Linked DNA regions of Sus scrofa: region 2 is linked to region 1. A link is a contact called in public Hi-C data. All regions are on one chromosome and are shown on one strand. The core of a region is the stretch at or near the end of the contact, and the rest is flanking DNA. Distances in the headings are between cores, read along the strand shown. Region 1 holds the start of POLR1C (DNA-directed RNA polymerases I and III subunit RPAC1). Region 2 holds the start of XPO5 (exportin-5).

Evidence for each region. Hi-C and Micro-C count contacts between places; a contact is called where the count stands out from the background.
Region 2: a contact with region 1 is called in a Hi-C map of liver, with 5 times the contacts expected there. The contact joins the promoter of XPO5 here to the promoter of POLR1C in region 1. A contact is called at or near these places in 1 of 5 promoter capture datasets (liver), 7 of 47 Hi-C or Micro-C datasets (differentiating spermatogonia, heart right ventricle, liver and 1 more) and 1 of 2 datasets of contacts at active chromatin or transcription factors (alveolar macrophages).

Annotation. Positions count from the first base shown.
Region 1 is chr7:38,509,487-38,513,501 of Sscrofa11.1, reverse strand. It overlaps POLR1C (DNA-directed RNA polymerases I and III subunit RPAC1), which reads right to left and starts at 1,981. Exons shown (of 9, transcript XM_005666040.3): 1 at 1,834-1,981; 2 at 1,636-1,707. The coding sequence starts at 1,917. YIPF3 (Yip1 domain family member 3) reads left to right here and starts at 2,069. Exons shown (of 9, transcript NM_001245980.1): 1 at 2,069-2,294; 2 at 2,889-3,086; 3 at 3,278-3,384. The coding sequence starts at 2,214.
Region 2 is chr7:38,567,376-38,571,390 of Sscrofa11.1, reverse strand. XPO5 (exportin-5) reads left to right here and starts at 1,833. Exons shown (of 32, transcript XM_005666037.3): 1 at 1,833-2,122; 2 at 3,563-3,684. The coding sequence starts at 2,018. POLH (DNA polymerase eta) reads right to left here and starts at 2,180. Exons shown (of 11, transcript XM_003356630.4): 1 at 1,429-2,180.

The DNA.
Region 1 (4,015 bases), core at 732-3,231:
GGTTCCTAGTCAGATTCGTTAACCACTGCGCCACGATGGGAACTCCTGGATGCTATTTCTTTACCCAATGTTGAAATGACTTTAATGAGAAAAGCCATTCTACAAATCAGGATAGCCTTAGACATTATTACAGCCTCCCAGGAAGGAAACTGTGCCATCATTAAGGTGGAATCTTGTGCTTTTATTCTTGATGAATCTGCTAATGTATTTCAAGTGCTAAAACACAAACACAGATTGAGACCTTCAGTTGCCTTCTTCCAGATTTGGGAGGGCTTTTGGAGGAATGAAGGAATGGATCCCCAAAATCTTGGCTACAATCTCTTTTAATTGCTTACTGCTGCGTTTCTCTTGATTTCTTTAATAGATTTATCATCTGATGCGGAAGATCAACAGAAGCCACAAGGTTAACACTAACAAGCAGCATTGGCTTATTATTTTCCCAACAGAGGAGGGACAGGTGTTATGCTCCTTCTCTAGACAGACCTATGACCCATCTCAGGAGGAAGCAGCTAATGATCGGTCTCTCCCTATTTGCTCATTTAAGCATAATGGAGTAAAACAGCTGGAGGAAGGAATGATGGGGATAGAGTAGGATAATCACATAGTTTAGAAGTCCCACTAGGGTTTAAAGACAAAAAGGAAATGTTAAGGGGGTTTGAAGACTGCTGTAAGCCAACAACCGACCACTTAAGAATCCAGTAACTTAGCAACAATCTACACCACCTTGAAGGAAGACCAGGTGTATCTAAGCACCAGAAACAAGCCACAAGTCCTGATAGTTAAAACCCAAGACAAGAGATATGGGGTTTCAATCTTGTTACATGAAGTCAGAGTTATTGGTCCTTGAAGACTGGCATTGCTGCATGTAGACAAGGTGAAAGAGGGAAAAAACTAGGTGAAAGGGGAAATTATTCTGCAACCTGAAACGAATTACCACATTTTCGCATATGTTACCGCTTCTGCTAATATACCTATGATTTAAACAGCCCATGACACTCCCCCTTAGACCATATAGGGTCAAAGGAGGAACTGATGATGCAAGCCTGGACCATCTTACCCAAGAATGAGAAATAAGGTGGTCTTCTCCCCGCCCCACTTTCACCTTGATTATAAAAATGTAGCCCTCTTTGTTCTCTGGGTCGCACTCCCTTGCCTGCTCATTAGTATTTCTGACAAGCGTCCTATGCTAATAAATTCACTTATTGTGTATCGGTTTGCCTCACGCTGAATTCTTTTTCCCACGAGACAAAACCTGAGGCTCAGGAAGTCCTGACGATAGCAGGTGAGCGGTATCAATTAAGACAGTGGGTTTGAGTCCCCTCCTACGTCAGGGACCATGGGTTCAAGTTCCAATGGGGGTTTTGGCTGAGTTCGAGTCCCACCCGAAAGGGAGTGCAGCTTCAATCTTTATTGCTGTTAATCGCCCTTACCACAACTCACTAGAGTCGTGTTACCTGTACTCTTTTCCAAAAAGACCGAACCATCTCGTTAGCTTGTAGAACAAAGCAGAAATTGTGCACATCGAGTGCCTAACACATCCAGAGCGAACCCCCAAGGCAGTTTCCGAGGAACAGGATGTTCAGAGTGCAAGATCCGATCCTCATACCCTCTCTGAACACCTCCAGCTCTACCCACCTTCTCGAAGCGGTCCTGGTCCCAGGCATCATCATAGCCCGAATAGTTACCGGGAAAATCGGTAGTATGAACCTAGAGCAAAGAGAAACGAACCTGTTCGCGAAGGAGCAGCGAGGCCAAATTCATCCCCACTCCGACTCTAACTCATCCCTGCTCCGCTCTGATTTCTCCTCCCGAGGTCAAGTCCACAAGACTTACATTGCGAACCCCGAACTCCCCTAGAACCACGCGGCTCCGCATTTCCTCCACAGCCTGAGCCGCCGCCATCTTCAACTCCACCATGTGACTAGAGTACCAAGCCTGCGCGTGCGTTCTAGTCTCCCTGCCCCGTCTCCGTGGCAACACACCACCTCCCGGAATCCTAAATATCGCGAGAATCTGCCCCGCCTCCGTCCACGTCCTCAGATACCGGAAGTCAGTTTTAACCAAACATCCGGTTTTCTCCTTTTTGCGTTCCGGCCGATCCCACCTTTCTTTCTAGTCCCTGGACCTGTCCATCCGTCAGGCCCTCATCTCTCCCACTCCTCCTCAGCGCGCGGGACTAGCGCGGGCTTCAGCGACGGGAGCCCTCGAGGGACATGGCAACTCCGGCGGCGCCGGCCGGCGGCGCCCGAAATGGGGCTGGCCCGGAATGGGGAGGATTCGATGAAAACATCCAGGTAAGCGCCCCACGGCTCCGGCTGCCAGCAGCCCCACGGCCTGCAGCTGTCCTGAAGTGTCATGGGGACTCTTCCTTCGAGCCTTGGAAGTCTGCTCCGTTTGCAGAACTTTTTGTCTTCTTTGGGTCTTCGTGCACGTGAAAGGCAGTGGAACTAGTGCGGACCTAAAAGGTCCACACTAGTACCTCTGAGCCCCCTTGCTCTTGCTTTCCGCACAACTTAGAAGGTCGGGCACGGCCAGGGGCGAGGGTGGGATGGGGGGTAGGCGGGATTCACTGGCCAAAACCACACTGTGCGCGCAGCCTTGTTTTGGGGTGGAAAACACAAAGGAAATGGGCACTTTTGCAGCCTTTTGTGGCTTTGGTAGGAAAAGGACACGTATGGAAGACAGGGAGTAGGTTTCCCAGGCTGGAAAAGAGAGCCAAACAAAGGTTCTGAGAGCAGTTGAGGGGAGGGGAGTGGCATGGTCTATGGTAATTCTAAGCCGTATCTCCAGCAGTGAAAGGACAAAGCTCCAAGCTCTCCGGTGAACAGAGAAGGACATAACGGATGGAGCAGAAAGGTCCTCCACTGTGGGATCCGTTGTCTTCACAGGGTGGGGGCTCAGCTGTGATTGACATGGAGAACATGGATGATACTTCAGGTTCCAGCTTCGAGGATATGGGTGAGCTGCATCAGCGCCTGCGTGAGGAAGAAGTGGATGCTGATGCAGCTGCCGCTGAAGAAGAGGATGGGGAGTTTCTGGGCATGAAGGGCTTTAAGGGACAGCTGAGCCGGCAGGTGGCTGATCAGGTAAGCAAGACTGGCTCTCTGACAGGTGGAAAAGTATCCTGAGGCCTCTGGTTCTGAGTTGGTATTAGTGAAGTTCACCCCAGCTTGTCCAGTTAGAACCATGTAGAGATCCAACAAGAAATAAGCAAAAGGGCCTTAAAGCCAAGAGTCTCACGATACCCTCCCACCCCACCCGGTCTTCCTTGCTTCAGATGTGGCAGGCGGGGAAGAGACAAGCCTCTAGGGCCTTCAGCTTGTACGCCAACATCGACATCCTGAGACCCTACTTTGATGTGGAGCCTGCACAGGTGCGAAGCAGGTGAGGATCCTCCTGACCGAAGCTGCCTTCCTGACATCTAGCCCTTCATCCACTCTACAAGCAGACTCCAAGCCCTTAGAATCCCCTCTTCATGATTCCAGTCACAGAACAGGGCTTGGCGAGAACACACCTTCCTCCTCTTCTCCATCTAGCAAACTTCTCATCTTTCCTCAAAACCTAGCTCAAATGTCACTTCCTTTGCTCCCTGTTCCAAGTTTATCCTTTCCTTTCCTGATGCTCCACTAGGGCTTTGCTTTCCTTTAGCAGACAGCACTTCAGCGATGCTGTACTTTGTCATTCCTGGGTCTGTCTCCCCAGAGACCTCCTCAAAAAGCAGGCTCTGTTTTATCTTTTTTCTTTCTTTTTGTCGCCACCCCACAGCATGTGGAGTTCCCCAGCCAGGGATCAGATCCCAGCTGCAGTTTCAACCTATGCTGCAGTTGTGGCAATGCTGGATCCTTAACCCATTCTTCCGGGCTGGGCGGTTGAACCAGTGCTCCAGAGCTGCCACCGATCGAGTTGCACCACAGTGGGAACTCCTCCTTGTCTTTTTATTCCCAGCACTAAAATAGTCTCTGAACCAGACCATTGGTACATTGTTGTCAAGTTATGTTTCAAAAACCAGATTTAA
Region 2 (4,015 bases), core at 584-3,083, 58 kb before region 1:
GGAATTATCTAGGAACCTTTTACATACTATTGATTTCTGACTTCTACCATCAGATATCTAATTTAATTGTGTGTGTGTGTGACTTGGGCATCTTAAATTTTGTGTGTGTGTCTTTTGTCTTTTTATGGCAGCACCCTGGGCACATGAAGGCTCCCAGGCTAGGGGTCGAATCAGAGCTGTAGCTGCCAGCCTATGCTACAGCCACAGCAACATGGGATCCTAGCCACATCTGTGACCTACACCATAGCTCACAGCAATGCCAGATCCTTAACCCAAAAGCAGGGCCAGGGATCGATCCCACGTCTTCATGGATACTAGTCAGGTTTGTTAACCACTGTGCCACAATGGGAACTCCCTGGGCCTCCTGATTTTTGAAAGTTCTCTCCAATATACAGTCGATTAGGAACCACTGACCTAAAACAAATGAGATACTTATAGAAACACCAGTAATTCATTATTTAAATATGAAAAACACAGGTTATACAGTTGAGTAAGCACTCAACTGTATTCTTGTTTAAAAAGTTTCAAAAATTAACATTCACCTTGAAAACAGTGTTATGCAACAACAAAGCTAGAAAAATGACGAATTAAAAAAATCAGAGTTGTCAAGGCATTATTAATTCCTCACAAATTCCACCCACCTAAGACAGGCAGAATGTGATACTTTAAACACTTATAAGTGTTTATATAACACTTGTTATATAAGTGTTTATATAAGCTAAAACCATGCCAGCAATCACTTTATCTGGAAGCGCTTTTTTTGTAGTACTGGAACAGATAACGCCAGACTAAAAATAGTACTTCATTGTTTCACACACTCACCGCCCCCCCCCAGATAGTACCATATTAGATACAAATACTAGCAGTGGAGTACGAATTAGGAGCAGTGACTTAAGCCCAGCAAACATTTCCTAAACGCAGAAACACCAAAACGGATATTCAGATTTTAACTGTTTTAATTTTCAGTTTACGTATTTTGCTTGAAAAAGTAAGAGTTGTGTAAAGATAAAAAGTGAAACGCACTTTCTGCCAAAACCCTCCTTTGGGAATAAGGATTACACTACTTTGAAATCTTGGCACTTCGAATTATCAAAAGTGTACAAACCTTCAGTATTTGCAAGTATTCATCTTTAAAAATCTCAATTTATCCCAATTTGCACAAAACAAGTTTGATGCCGATCAGACGATACATCCGAGGAAAATAAGAACAGGTGAAGAGGAAGGTTCAAGAGCTACCTTTTTTTTCCCCCCATAAAAATCCTCTTAAGAGGCAATAAATACCAAGGCCTTTTCTCAATGAGCAAGTATTTCTATTTCATGAAATTTCGGCCGCATGCTGTCACCAGTCACTGCTACATTATACAACCAATAGCCAAGACAACACGAAAAGGCTAAAAACAGAAATCGAACGGTTCTAAATTCTCTTACCAATGTGACACCTGGCAAAACCGCCACCCGCGGATGCGGCCGATGCTGGGCTCGATGTCCACTGGAAGGAAGATGAAGGGGTCTTGAATATCGGTCCTCTTTCCGGCAGCGGATCAGTCGTTTTCGAGAGAGTTATTGCCGGTAAAGACCAAGGAAAGGACCAAGGGCTGCAGACGATCCTCGCCTGGGGCAACAGTCCGCACTGCCGGGCGTGTTCAGCCTGAGCCAGCGCGATCTGCCCACAGCCCCTCCCGTCAGCGATCAGACAGCGCGCGCGCCGCCGAGGGCCGTTGACGCGCCTGCGCACCGCGGTCCTTACGTCTTCCGCTCCGCCCACCGAGTTGCAACCGTCACAAGGGAGCCGCCACTTCCGCGGGCGCATGCGCAGTGGTGGGTTGGGCGCGTGCGCAGCGCCGGCTTCTTCCCGGCTGGATCTTCTGCTGCTCACGCTCCTCCTCCAGCTCCCCACCGCCCCCCCACCCCAGCCCGCCGCGGCCCGGTACCAGCTTGTGAGCCCGCCCAGGGAGCGGTCCTTGCCTCGTGCTCCCGGGACGGCCGTGGTGCGTGCTCGCGGCGCGTGGCACTAACCATGGCGATGGATCAAGTGAACGCGCTGTGCGAGGAGCTGGTGAAAGCGGTGACGGTCATGATGGACCCCAGCTCGACTCAGCGCTACAGGCTAGAAGCCCTGAAGGTAGTTGGGGTCTGGCGCCCTGGGCCTGCCCCGAGACCCTCCCCCAGCTCCAGCCGTCCTGGCGCAGCCAATAACTCCGGCCGCCTCCCGCCCACGCGGCCCTTGGACCTCCGTCCCCCCCACCCCGGGGGGCCTTCCCCTCGCCGCTCTCCGCGCCTCTTCCCACTCCCCGCCTTCTCTACTTGCCGCGCCTGCCCTTCTCTCGGGACACTCTCTGATCCATAGCTGCCTGTGACCGCCTCTTCTCGCCACCACTTCCCACTGCTTTCTCCTCCCCCTCTCCCCACTTCTTTTCACTCTTGGCCGCGCCACGACCCCCTCCGCAGCCGACTGCACTCACTTTATTTTCCCAAACCCACATCCCCAAAATCCCCTCGTCTTCTCGTAGCGCACGTGTCCAACCGGTCGCCAACCCCAGCTACATTCTTTATGGTCTCCCCTGAACTAAACATTTCTCTGCTGACTCAGTCTCCCGACCCACTCTAACCGAACTCAAGCCCTTCTTGTGACTCTTTACTTACATCCTTAGACTTCTCCCTAACCCTCTTCTGTGTCTTGGGTATTTCTGGGCTAGTTCTCACACCACCACCCCCCACCAGGTCTCTTATTGTGTGATACTCTTGGGCTATTTTGGGCAAAGATGAACTTCCACCACTTACTTTGCATTTTAGCAAGGGCCCTTTGGTTTCCTAAAAGTAGTTTGCTTGACTGCCGCGTGCTCTGCTATGGGGACTGACTCTTGTATAATTTGGTAATGCTAATACAATTCGAGCTTATTCTCCCATCAAACAATGTATGTGGGTTTTCTCCACTAGGAGAAAATAATTGTGCTCTGTGTATTTTAAGAGATGTAACTTCATAGAGTCAGCCTTATTAGAAGGAAACTACGATATATAGATGTATGCCACAGGATTTGGAATCAGAAACATTTGGGTTCTATTGTAACTTCATAGAGTCAGCCTCATTAGAGGGAAACTACGATATATAGATGTGTGCCACAGGATTTGGAATCAGAAACATTTGGGTTCTATTAGGTTTGTTTTTCTACACAAAAGTAGCATAGGACAATAATCATTTATATACCTCACCTAAACTTAGCAGTTGTGAAGATTGTACCACATTTGTTTTATCCCTTCCCTCACCAAAGGATTTTAAAAGTGAATCCTAGAAATTGTTTTCATTTCACCCCTATGTACTTCAAGGGAATGTGTCTAAAATAATTTTTTACTCATTTAGGTCATTTTTCCCCCCAACATTAGTTGGCCATGGCATGGGAAATCGAACTATCAAAGGAGTGTTTATCAGTTCTTTATTCATATAATATTGACGTAGATTTTGCAACTTAAAAATATAGCACAGATTGGAGTTTTAAGATGAAGGTTTTTTTTAGTCCCCCTCACTTTGGCTTCTAAGGGAAACACTGATTTTTCTTCTTTTCAGTTTTGTGAGGAGTTTAAAGAAAAGTGCCCTATCTGTGTCCCCTGTGGCTTGCGTTTGGCTGAAAAAACACAAATTGCCATCGTCAGACATTTTGGCCTTCAGATCTTGGAACATGTTGTCAAGTAAGGAGCTTTTGGAGCTTACCACCAAAGTGTGTGAGAAAGCAAATCTTTTATTTCTTGGGTAACTCAGAAGTACTCTTTAGGTGAATAGAAAAGAGCAATCCCCAGGGAGAAAGGAATAATCCCTGAGAGGTTATCACAGCCTCAGGGAGCTCTCATCTAGAACTTAACCTTTTTCTTCTTCCAGTTCTTCCTTTGTGTAGAGTACGCTAAGCATTCTGCAAATATTAGCTCATAGTCATGCAGCTAGCATTTATTGAGTTCCTAATATATGCTAGCAAACCTAAAACTCTTTTTTTAAATTTTTAAATTGAAAAATTTTCATTTTCAT